Linked DNA regions of Mus musculus: region 2 is linked to region 1. A link is a contact called in public promoter capture Hi-C data. All regions are on one chromosome and are shown on one strand. The core of a region is the stretch at or near the end of the contact, and the rest is flanking DNA. Distances in the headings are between cores, read along the strand shown.

Region 1 (5,838 bases), core at 1,099-3,598:
GGAGGGATGGGATGGAAGTGCTCAGTCCTGGGGCCTGTGCGTACAGGGATACATGAGAGGGGACACAGGCACAGTCCCTGCTCATGGAGCCAGGTGAACCCCAGATGAAACAGACAAATCACCTGTCGCTTCAAATGTGATCAATACATGACGCTGTAAAAAGAATGAGGTAAGGGGTGTCTTCTTTCTGAGGGTAGAGCTCACAGGAGGAGAGAGTTACATTACGAACCAGTGGAAGGAGGAGGAAGAGGGGAAGGAGGAGAAGGAGAGGAGGGAGAGGAGGAGAGAGGGGGAGAGTGGAAAGGGAGAGAAGGAAGAAGGGAAGGAAGGAGAAAGGAGGGGAGGGGAGTAGGAAGAGGAGGGGGAAGAGGAAGGGGAGGAGGAGGGGGAGGAGGAGGGAGAGCAGGTTTTAGGTGGAGGGGGCAGTGTCTATCATAGAGTGCCTAGGAAGCTTGCATACCCTGTGGCTGGAGAGAGCGGGAGGCACCACTACACCCATGTAAGTTGCAGACAGTGGTAGGTGATGTTTTTGGAGGCTGGGTGGTGGTTTGAGATTTTATATTAAAGTGAATTCTGCGATCCCCGTGCCCTGCCTTCTTTTGAGACAGGCTTTTAGATGGCTCGCACTGATCTTGAACTCACTGTAGTTTAGGACGACCTCGAACTCCCGACCCTCCTGCCTCCACCTCTTCACTAAGTGCTGGGAATACAGGCCTGGACTGGCTTTTCCAGTTTATGCTGGGGTGAAAGCCAAGGCTTCATTCATGTTACACAAACTACTTAACTGAGCTACATTTCTATCTCAGCAGCCCATCTTTTAAGAAGATCCCTCTTGTGACTGTGTGGAGAACAGATTGGAAGGGACCCAGCAAAAACAAGGAGATGAGACTTCATGCAGGAAGCGAGAGTTAACTCAGTATTGGAAGGGATTGCATATCATTGTGCTTTGATTGATAATCTCAGATACTCACACATGCATTGTCCGAAATTATTTGGATTTTAAAGAGAATTTTAGAACCAGACCCAGCTCCTGCCTCACCTTAAGTCTCTGTCTATTCTTCCAGCTCTGGGGTCACTTTGCTTCAGCTACACGGGCTTTCTCATCAGGCAGGCACCTTACACCGTGGGGCATTTACAGTCGCCCTTTGTCCCTTCCTTGACTATCTGGGTATTCACATCTTCATCTCAGTCAGGGCTAAGATTCACCTTCCAGGAGTGGCTTCCTCCCACTTTGAAAATTGTAACCGCACATCGGCGCCTTTGGGCCTCTACTGAGATCTCTCATTTACTTCTTTCTGGCCTTTGAGCACCTACATGACACATTGATTTGTGTGCTTTGCCGTCTGTGTCCACTAGAGGGCAGGATTTGCCTCTACCTATGTATTCCCTCAGCACCTAGCATAGTGCAAGGCATACAGCAGGTATTAAATAACTGTTATTATCAGCCACTACACTACACTAATCATGCAGACTGAATAGTCTAGGATATGTATTAATGAAACAAAGGAATACGCAAGGGATCTTGGGAAAAAAGGGTGTCCCGTGTACACTCTTGCCCAGGTCCTGTGTTCTAGGCTACTGGATTGTATCACTCCCCACATGAACATCTTGTAGTATCACCACAATGAAGGCTGTCACATTAAGCAGGCCTTTCATAAAGTGGACCCCCCAGTCCTCTAGCCTTATCTCTTTCTGCTCCCCGCCTTTCTTTCATCTCAGGTTAGCGGGTTTCAGTGGGGTCGGAGTGACTTTCCTCACATCTACCCAGCAGACTCTCATTCCCACAGAACCTCTTCAGAAGCCTCCCCTGAGTCCACCTCCTGGGCTAGAGATCTAAGAGCATCCATGTCCTGTGCTAGAGCCCCCGGCTACCTCCTGGAGGTCTAAAAGCACCCATGTGTTTCTTCTTCCTTTAAAACCTATCTCAGCTTTTCTTCACTTATGTTCTTATGTTCATGGGGCATTTTATTAAGTGCTGAGTGTTTACTAGAGGCCTCATACACTGCAGCATAGTCCTGTAGCAACGGTGGATGATGCTCACATTATTGCCATTTTATTTAAGAGTTTGGAACCCAGAGAGTTTAAAATTTTTGTACAGGTGCCAGGCTGGGACTTGAGTACAGTGTTCTTTCTCCACCTGTCACCTCCGTCCCAGAGGTCCCAGAGCTGACACTCACAAGCAGGTCATGTCCTTTGCAGGAGGTATTTGGTAGGCACCGAGTGAGCACTTAGCTCAAATGATCTGAGCAGCGGTCACTGGCTCTTTTGTGCTGTGTGCCTATCCCCATCTCTAGACTTCCCCATTGTGTTACTGAATCTTTTAGGGGGCGGGGGAAGCAAGTGGAGCCATAACAATAAACAAAGCCGAGTCACTGAGTCACTGACTACGAACAGATAAGAAGCCTTCACTGGACTACAAGGAGAGCCAGGGAAAGGGCAAGCTTTTCATCTCTGTGGTCCCTTGTGCTTGGGATGGAGTCTGTTTGGTGGGATGAGGGGAGGTGGTGGGCACAGAGCAGAGGGATCACACAAGAGACGTGAAGATCCATCTGGTCAGGTTACTCTGTTCCTACTCTTCCAGATCAGGTGACTTTGAAGTCCTTCATGAGTTGAGGAGGTTCCAAATCTCTCTCCTTTGATTAATCTAATGGTTGAGATAGAGGCGGAGGCAGAGGAGATGGCGTCATTGCTGCCAGTCTCAAGGCAGGCACCTGATTAAACCCTTCACCAAGGTGAGCTGTTGGTTTGTTGCAGTACCGTGAAGGAATGCTGCATGTCTGCAAACACCAGCCTTACAGCAACAGTACCCAAGCAGCGGGGGTACCTGGTGTGGCACAAGGGGAGGCATATTCCTGCTACTGTCACTGAGGCTTGGGCGGGCCTGGTTGTCCTTGATACTGGAAGCTTAAAATTTTAAGTTTATCATCATGAAATCCTAATCAGGTGTCCTCTAGAAGCTAAGATGGAGGCCTGGTGACAGGGTTTCAAAATCGAGCTCACTCCTGTTCATGACACTGTCAGTCCATTCAAAACTCCCAACCCCACACTAGCATGCCTCAGAGATACTCAAGAGCAGGAGTTGCTGGCCATGAACTCAAGCTTGTAAGCTCTATCCTTGGGTATGGTGTGGTCTCTACTGACATTTCTGTAGTGCAGGAGGGAGGGGACAGGTGGAAAGAGAAGAAAAAAAAAATGATCAAGGGCTGGACTGTTGCTGCTTGGCCAGTTTGGATGGCTTCGAGGCTTGCTGGGCTTTGGGTAGGAACAAATGAAGATCCCCTGTGATGGATCACTGTCAAGCAAGGTTCGGAGCTAGACAACTCCCAGGTACCTTGGATCTCTACCAAGTAGGCAGAAGAACAAATAGAAGGGCTTGGGAGCTGCTATGCATGCGTGCATGCAAATGTGCATGTGTGTGTGTGCGCATGCATGTATGTTCATATCAGTCCCAGGTCTGTGATTACTCTAAAGTTGCTGCACCCCAGTTTTCTTCAGATGCAAATGGAGATGGGGCATGCATGTGAGCTCATATATCTAGGACTCCTGACTCTATACCTGGCACAGTGCTAAGTGCTTTAGAAACATAATGATAGGGCTGGAGAGATGGCTCAGTGGTTAAGAGCACTGACTGCTCTTCCAGAGGTCCTGAATTCATTTTCCAGCAACCACATGGTGGCTCACAACCATCTGTAATGAGTTCTGATGCCCTCTTCTGGTGTGTCTGAAGACAGCAACAGTGTACTCACATATATAAAACAAATAAATCTTTAAAAAGAAAAACCCAAAAAGCAAAGAACCATGATAGCTAGCAATTGCTACCAAAGCCTCCAGGATGGGACCCTGTCCTCTTTGGCTACTCTGTGGCCTCTAGTTGGCACATCAGCATTGGAAGGCATGATCAAAATACATCACATACATGTATGGAATTCTCAAAGAACACATAGAAATGTTTTTAAAACAGAAGCTCCAACGTTCCCGTTCCCTGCCTCCATCTCCAGACATGAACTAATTGTTGGGATTGTGGGTCATTTGAGATCCCCCTATTCCACCATCCTTTAATTATCAACGACTTAGCAATGGGTTTAGATTATTCTGAAATATCAGCAACCATAGGACCGGTAAACGCTGGAAGCCATTGGCACCATGGCTAATGGGCACTGGCTTTATAGTATTCTCACTGCAGGCACCTACAAGGCCCTTTACCAGGCACAAATTTCATTGCTTCTTAAACTCACCACAGCCCTGAAGGGCCCTGATATTTTATAGACAGGGAGTCTTAAGGAGGACTTGAGTTATTGTCCCACAGACCCCACCTTCCCTGTCACACTCTTTTAACCCATTTTCTCTACTCTTTCTCCAAGTCTGTGCTTGCTTTTGGTTCATCAACCTTCTAGTGTGGTTGTTAAATCAGGATCAAACCCAAGTGGCCAGTATGCGGGCACAGCTGTGGGCAGTTTGAATGTCATACTTACAGTCTTTGATGCCAGTCTTGGTCTCTTCAGCATCATTGAAAAAGGAGTAACCTGGGGAAGAAAGGAAAAGAGAGATTCATAAACTATTTCATGCAATCCTGGGGTCTGGCCAGACCAGGAGAGGAGATTTTGGAGGAAGGGAAGTGACTCTCATTTCTGAGGGACTTTTTTTTCCCCAGAGGGAAACCTGGACACCATCCGGCCCTTATAAAGCCACCCTGAAGCCAAATACAACAGCATCATACTTTTTAAAAGGTTATCTAAAAAGAACAACAGACGCCAGGGATTCTAGGAGGCTGCATGGATCTACTGACTGGATTCTAGAGAGTGAATCTTGCCTAGGATCCAGGAAACGTGGGCTCTGAACTGCTGCTGTCTGCATGGCGTTGCCAGTCACTGGCTCTCTGGATTGTTGGTCAGTCTTAGTGGAATATGTACTTAAACACCCACTTGGCTCTCTTCTGGCCCTGGGCCCATGGTTTCTGACATGGGACTGTAATCCTTGGAGATCAGAATGCCTGCGATGTGATAGCCATAAGGAAGAGAAGGATAAGAAGCTCAAAGGGCACATAGCTCTGCTTGAATGCTCAGTTCTCTGGAGACCGTGTTGGTACCTTACTCTGTAGAATGGTGAGCTGGGCTGGAGATCATGTTTCCAGGAACCAGGACAGGTCAGTGGATAACCTATTCTTGACTTGTCCTCTATCATGAAGAGTACTATCTCTTTACTAACATAATTGGAACACTCTGGCCAAAGGGCCAAGTAGGGGACTGATGAAAGATATTTCTTGTCCTACACTGTAGAAGCCATTCTGTGGTCCCCAGTCTTTCCCTTGATCTCTCCTTATGGTGACCAGGGCGTCCATGCTTCCAGATCTTTACATCTTTCTACAACATCTATGATTCAGATGATTCATAGTCTGGGCTCTGGAGGTCCTCCTAGCACCTCCCTTGGTTGAAGTATCCTTGTTCTGTGTCCTGTTCTTGCAGAGCCCTAGACTATGAGGTGCACAAGGCACAAGCTAGATAGTTACCCACAATATAACTTTTGTTCAAATGTAGAAACCTCAGAATGGAAGACAGTTCTAATGGTGACTATTCTAGGATAAACAGTGAGACCAGTGTGTCCCGGGCAAACTGCTGAAGTATAAACTCCGGTCACGATGCTTATGTACACAGACTTGCCTGAGGGACCTAAAGGGAGAGCTTCAGGGTGGAGCAGGTTGGTGGAGTGGTATTTTTAGACGTAGAGAATGACATAAAGTCCCATTGTTGGAGTTGGTATTGGCACTCAGGGATTCCTTATTGGTCATATTTTAGCTGGGCATAGTGGCATATGCCTTTAAACCCAGGACCTGGGAGGCAG
Region 2 (5,838 bases), core at 1,957-4,456, 400 kb before region 1:
AGTTAATGTTCAGGACACAACAGACGTAAGAGCAAAACCAGCTGACTATTGAGGGAGGCTTTGAGGATACACCGCTCTTTGTGGCTCAAAGTTGTTTATAAATTAGAAATAATAGTGTCAGGGAGAGCCTGGACATGGTGGCCCACATCTTTGATCCCACCGCTGGGATCTTTGAGTTTGAGGCCAGCCAGGTCTACAGAGTGAGTTCCAAGACAGCCAGGGTTACATAGAGCAACCCTGTCTCAAAAACAAACAAACAAAACCACCACTGCAACAAAGTGATAATACTAAGCAACAAATACTTGAGAAAAGGTGATTGCAGTTGAAGAGTTTTAAGGCCTTTATTATGCTTTAAGGAAGATAATGCTGTTTGCTAACATTAAATTTGGTTAAGACAGACACTATTGCATAGGCCAGCAAGATTTTGCTGAAAGGACCCTGATATAGCTGTCTCTCTGTCTGTCTGTCTGTCTCTCTCTCTCTCTCTCTCTCTCTCTTATTTTGGTTTTTTGAGACAGGGTTTCTCTGTGTAGCCCTGGCTGTCCTAGAACTCACTCTGTAGTCCAGGCTGGCCTCGAACTCAGAAATTCGCCTGCCTCTGCCTCCCAAGTGCTGGGATTAAAGGCATGGGCCACCACCACCCAGCGATATAGCTGTCTCTTGTGAGGCTATGCCAGTGCCTGGCAAACACAGAAGTGGATGCTCACAGTCAGCTATTGGATGGAACACAGGGCCCCCAATGGAGGAGCTAGAGAAAGCACCCAAGCAGCTAAAGGGATCTGCAACCCTATAGGTGGAACAATATGCACTAACCAGTACCCCCAGAGCTCGTGTCTCTAGCTGCATATGTAGCAGAAGATGGCCTAGTCGGCCATTATTGGGCAGAGAGGCCCCTTGGTCTTACAAACTTTATATGCCCCAGTACAGGGGAACACCAGGGCCAAGAAGTGGGAGTGGGTGGGTAGGGGAGCAGTAGTGGGGAGGGTATAGGGGATAGCATTTGAAATGTAAATGAAGAAAATACCTAATAAAAAATTGGAAAAAATTGGTTAAGAAACTTGCACATTTATGAAGTAGCCAATGTAAGAGTAAAGATGGAATATAGTCTGGATATAGTTATCTATGTTTATAATCCCAAATCCCAGCACTCAGGGGCCTGGGTCCAAAGGATCTTGGTTTGAAGCCATCTTAGGCTCATATAGACAAGCTTGGGCAAGACAGCAAGATTCTAGCAATAAAAAACAAATTTTTGGGTAAGATAGATTAGTGGCTATCTATGTGAAAGCCAGTAAAGAAGAGAGTCAGAATTTAAAAACAAACAAACAAAACAATACAAAACAAAACAAAACAAAGCAAAGAAAAAAAACAACTTATTTCAAAGAGGGTAACAGAGGAAAACTCAAATTTTTCACACAGGCTGGAGATTTGGCTGGTAAAGTGTTTGCCTATCATGCCCAAAGTCCTAGGTTCAATCCCTAGTGCCCCAGATAACGGGCATGCTGTTGCATGTCTGTGACCCCAGTACTTGGGAGAGAGATTAGAAAAAGAAATGGAAAACTTCAGTGGGATTTACAGATCAATGAAGAAATTATATTGGCAAGCTAAAACTCTTATCTTATACAAAACAGTGAGAAAAAGGTCATGGGTAGGGCTGCACACCCTTAATATCAACACTCTGGAGGAGGAGGGCAGCGGATCGCTACAAGTCCAAGGCCAACCTGGCCTACTTATCAAGCTCCAGGACAGCAAATGCTACAAACTGAGACCCTGTCTCCAAAAAGAAGAGGAAGAGAAAGAGTGGAAGGGAGAAGGAGAAGGGGAGGGGGAGTAAGGATAGGAGAGATGGTTCAACAGTTAAGAGCACTGGCTGCTCTTCCAGGGGACCCAGGTTCAATTCCCAGCACCTACATTGCAGCTCACAGCTGTCTGTGACTCCTGTTCCAGGGGATCTGACACCCTCACACAGATATACGTGCAGGCAAACCCACCAGTGGACATAAAAATAAATTATTTTTAAAAATAAGAAAGGACTCTTCAGGCTTGGGCATGGGCTTCGACCAAGAAGATCGGGATCATCAGGAAATACGGGACCCGTTATGGTGCTTCCCTCCAGAAAATGGTGAAGAAAATTGAAATCAGCCAGCAAGCCAAGTACACTTGTTCCTTCTGCAGCAAGACGAAGATGAAGAGACAGACGAGCCGTCAGCATCTGGCACTGTGGTTCCTGCATGAAAACAGTGGCCGCTGGGGCCTGGACCTACAACACTACCTCTGAAGTCACAGTGAAGTCGGCCATCGGACTGGAACTGAAAGGCCAGTAGAAGCCCTATCTGAGATTCGCCTAGCCTTCAATAAATGGGTTGACAGGCTGGAGAGATCGCTCAGCGGTTAAGAGCACTGACTACTCTTCTGAAGGTCCTGAGTTCAAATCCTAGCAACCACATGGTGGCTCACAACCATCTACATTGTCATCTGATGCCCTCTTCTGGGGTGTCTGAAGACAGCTACAGTGTACTTACATATAATAACTAAATAAATCTTTAAAAAAAAATACTACTAAGTGGTGGCACACGCCTTTAATCCCAGCATTTGGAAGGCAGAAGCAGGTGGATTTCTGAGCTTAAAAATAACTAAATAGCCGGGTGTGGTGGCGCACGCCTTTAATCCCAGCACTTGGGAGGCAGAGACAGGCGGATTTCTGGGTTCGAGGTCAGCCTGGTCTACAAAGTGAGTTCCAGGACAGCCAGGGCTATACAGAGAAACCCTGTCTCGGGAATAAATAAATAAATAAATAAATAAATGGGTTGATTTACAGAAAAAGAAAGAAAGGAAGGAAGGAAGGAAGGAAGGAAGGAAGGAAGGAAGGAAAAACAAGAACGGAAGGAAAGAGGAGAGACAGAGAGATAAAGGAAACAGCGAGAAAATGTTTTTAGTGCTAAAACTGACAAAAATCAAAATATCTGGCAGTGTCAAGAGTTGTCAAGGACAAGAGGAAATGAAAATTCTCAAATTCAGAAGATTGGACGAAAACTGGGACACCCACTGGGAGGACAACCAGCGGCATCTTCTATTTCATTTGTACACCTTGTGACTCAGCTCCTTCCATTCGCAGATGAGTCTGGCACACATCTACAAGAGCAGAGTCACAACTGATCATTGTAGTCTCTTCTGGAATGTTGAAAAACAGGAAGTTATGTTAATTTCTGTGGGTGTGCTGGTTAACAGTGCCTGTCACTCAACAGGCTCCAGAGTTACCTAGGAGACAAGTCTCTAAGCTTGTCTGTGAAGGGGTTTCTTTTTTTTTTTTTTTTTTTTTGGTTTTTTGAGACAGGGTTTCTCTGTATAGCCCTGGCTGACCTGGAACTCACTTTGTAGACCAGGCTGGCCTCGAACTCAGAAATCCGCCTGCCTCTGCCTCCCGAGTGCTGGGATTAAAGGCGTGCGCCACCACGCCCGGTTGTGAAGGGGTTTCTAAATTGAGTTAGCTGAGGTTTGAGACCTACCCTAACATTCCACGTTCTGGGGTTCCAGACCTTCATCTCCCTCTGTTTCTGACTGTGGGTACAATGTGCCCAGTTACTGGTACCATACTTTCCCTGCCATGAGCTCAAGAGATATGCCTCTGCCTCCTGAGTGCTGGGATTAAAGGTTGTGTGCCGCCAAGGCCAAGGGACTCCTTTTTTTTTTTTTTAAATTTATTATATGTAAGTACACTGTAGCTGTCCTCAGATACTCCAGAAGAGGGCATCAGATTTCGTTACAGATGGTTGTAAGCCACCATGTGGTTGCTGGGATTTGAACTCGGGACCTTCAGAAGAGCAGTCGGCACTTTTAACCACTGAGCCATCTCGCCAGCCCCAGGCGAATCCTTCTTAATTCAAGACAAACTCTTCCATCCTTAAGATGCCTTTGTTGGATACTTTGTCACAGCATCCAGAAAAGTTGGCTAAGACAGAAAAGTAGTGAGGAGGTGGAGCCACTGTTTTGAGAAACCTGGCCATTTCAGCTGGTTGAGAGGAATGCGAAACAGTTTGAAACCTTGGGTTAAAAGCCCTAGAACACCATAGTCAGAGTTTAGTGAGCTATTATGGTGGGAGCTGGAAAACCAGAGTGACAAGAGAAACGCTGGCTCTGGAGACCTGGTTCATGAGGCTGCACAGGCAAACAAGGGCTCAATCAGGAACTGGGTTAGAAGCCATTTGTGTGCTATTTCAGGCAAAGAGTTGGCTTCATTCTGTTTATGCCCTGAGAACATGGTAGAGGCTAAATTGGAAAGTAAGTGGACCAATTTGTTTGAAGAAAAATTTCAATAGCATTCAGGCTGTGGCCTGGCTACTGCTCATGGCTGCTTTTCTCTTCACAGTGACAGAGAGCCCAAAGACAGCGTTCAAAAGGAGAGAGGCCAACCAACTGAGGCGTTTGACCCAGCAACTGAAAACAGCCAGCCTGGCAAGTGTTTTCAATGAGTTTTGATTTTTACAAGATGGAGCTTCTAGAGATGTGGCCTTCCCCTGGGGCGCGTCTCCTAATCCCTTGACAATTTCAGCTGTTGGCTCCTTTCCTCACCTAAAGCAGCAGTTCTCAACCTTCCTAGTGCTGCAACCCTTTAATACAGTTCCTCGTGCCATGATGGCCCCCCAACCATAGAATTATGTTGTTGCTCCTTCATAGCTGTAATTTTGCTACTGTGATGAACTGTAATGTATCTGATATGCAGGATATCTGATATGAGACCCCCCCAAGGGGATCGAGACCTACAGGTTGAAAACCACTGACCTAACTAGACCTTGCATTTCTTCTCCGTTTGCCCCACTCCCCCCCCCCCAGCATTGTAAACCTGGATAAAAGCAATCAGCAGTAGTTGTGATACAACCTGAATGTTATCCTGTTATCCTGTCCATCATTGGTCCTTAACTCATAAATCCAGTCTCAAGTTCTCAGGATTCAGACAGATTCTTTGAGGGATATAACACAAATGGCCCTTGACCTCAGTTTCCAGCAGAGTCCTTGTTCTTCTCTGAAACCGCAGGAGTCAGGCCTTGACTGTCTAATTTTGTCTTAGCATTTTGGTCCTACTACAGACTTATACCAGAATGGTCCATTAAGCCTTGCTTACAGCATTTGCTCTAGTTAGCTTTCTGTTGCTGTGATAAGTCAGAACCCTGAGAACAAGCAGCTGTTAATCCCACTAGGCAAGAAGAAGAGCACTACCAAAATTTGAAGCAAACTTGATTTTTATTGGGGTGCACCTGAGAGCTGGCCAGCGACTGCCTCCCATGTCTCATGTAATGAGAACAGCCTTGAGTTCATTTCTTAGGGGTAAAATCATGAGTATGTGCGAAGCAGATTTACAGGAGAGAGACAATGGAGCAGTAGAGAGGTCCAGGAAGATCCCTAACCAACAGCCATCACCATGTGAGGGTTAGCGGGTATTCTCCAAAGTAAGTCAAGGGCATGGGTTAGGGCAGGGCAGGTTCCAGGAAACAGACAGAAACTCAGCTCTTACTGTAAATGGAAACTTATTTTTAACAATACATTAAGCATAATGACTCCTGCCTTCAAATCTGTGTGGAGTCCCACAGACTCCTCACAACTTGGAAAAGAAAGGGCTTATTTGATTTATACTTCCAGGTAACGAACGGCCCTTTCGCTGAGGAAGTCAGGTCAGGAACCACAGAGCTCACCCTTTACTGGCTAGCTCCCAGGCTCGAATTTAGCTTCCTTTCTAACACATTCCAGGCCTACCTGCCTAGGAAGGGGACCACCCACATCAATCAGCAATTAAGAAAAAGCTTCACAAACATGGCCACAGGCCAGTCTGATCAAGGTAATTCCTCA

The links. Promoter capture Hi-C pulls out the DNA fragments that hold promoters and counts their contacts.
Region 2: a promoter capture Hi-C map of trophoblast stem cells shows a contact between it and region 1, with 6 times the contacts expected there. The contact joins two enhancer-like sites. A contact is called at or near these places in 22 of 39 promoter capture datasets (the 3T3-L1 cell line, 3T3-L1-derived adipocytes, the C10 cell line and 13 more), 1 of 15 datasets of contacts at CTCF or cohesin (large pre-B cells), 9 of 484 Hi-C or Micro-C datasets (Th1 cells, cerebellum, embryonic stem cells and 4 more) and 1 of 9 other capture datasets (embryonic stem cells).

What each region holds. Positions count from the first base shown.
Region 1 is chr2:103,441,486-103,447,323 of GRCm38.p6, reverse strand. It overlaps Elf5 (E74-like factor 5), which reads right to left. Exons shown (of 7, transcript NM_010125.3): 4 at 4,473-4,523. Among named protein-coding and RNA genes, the nearest start is that of Elf5, 20 kb to the right of the region's middle. Within about 2 kb of position 2,348, at least 8 of the 459 cell types and tissues checked have an H3K27ac peak or open chromatin away from gene starts, as enhancers often do. A contact at or near this core is called in trophoblast stem cells, where this site is marked.
Region 2 is chr2:103,839,874-103,845,711 of GRCm38.p6, reverse strand. No RefSeq gene overlaps it. Among named protein-coding and RNA genes, the nearest start is that of 4930547E08Rik, 32 kb to the right of the region's middle. Within about 2 kb of position 3,206, at least 33 of the 459 cell types and tissues checked have an H3K27ac peak or open chromatin away from gene starts, as enhancers often do. A contact at or near this core is called in trophoblast stem cells, where this site is marked.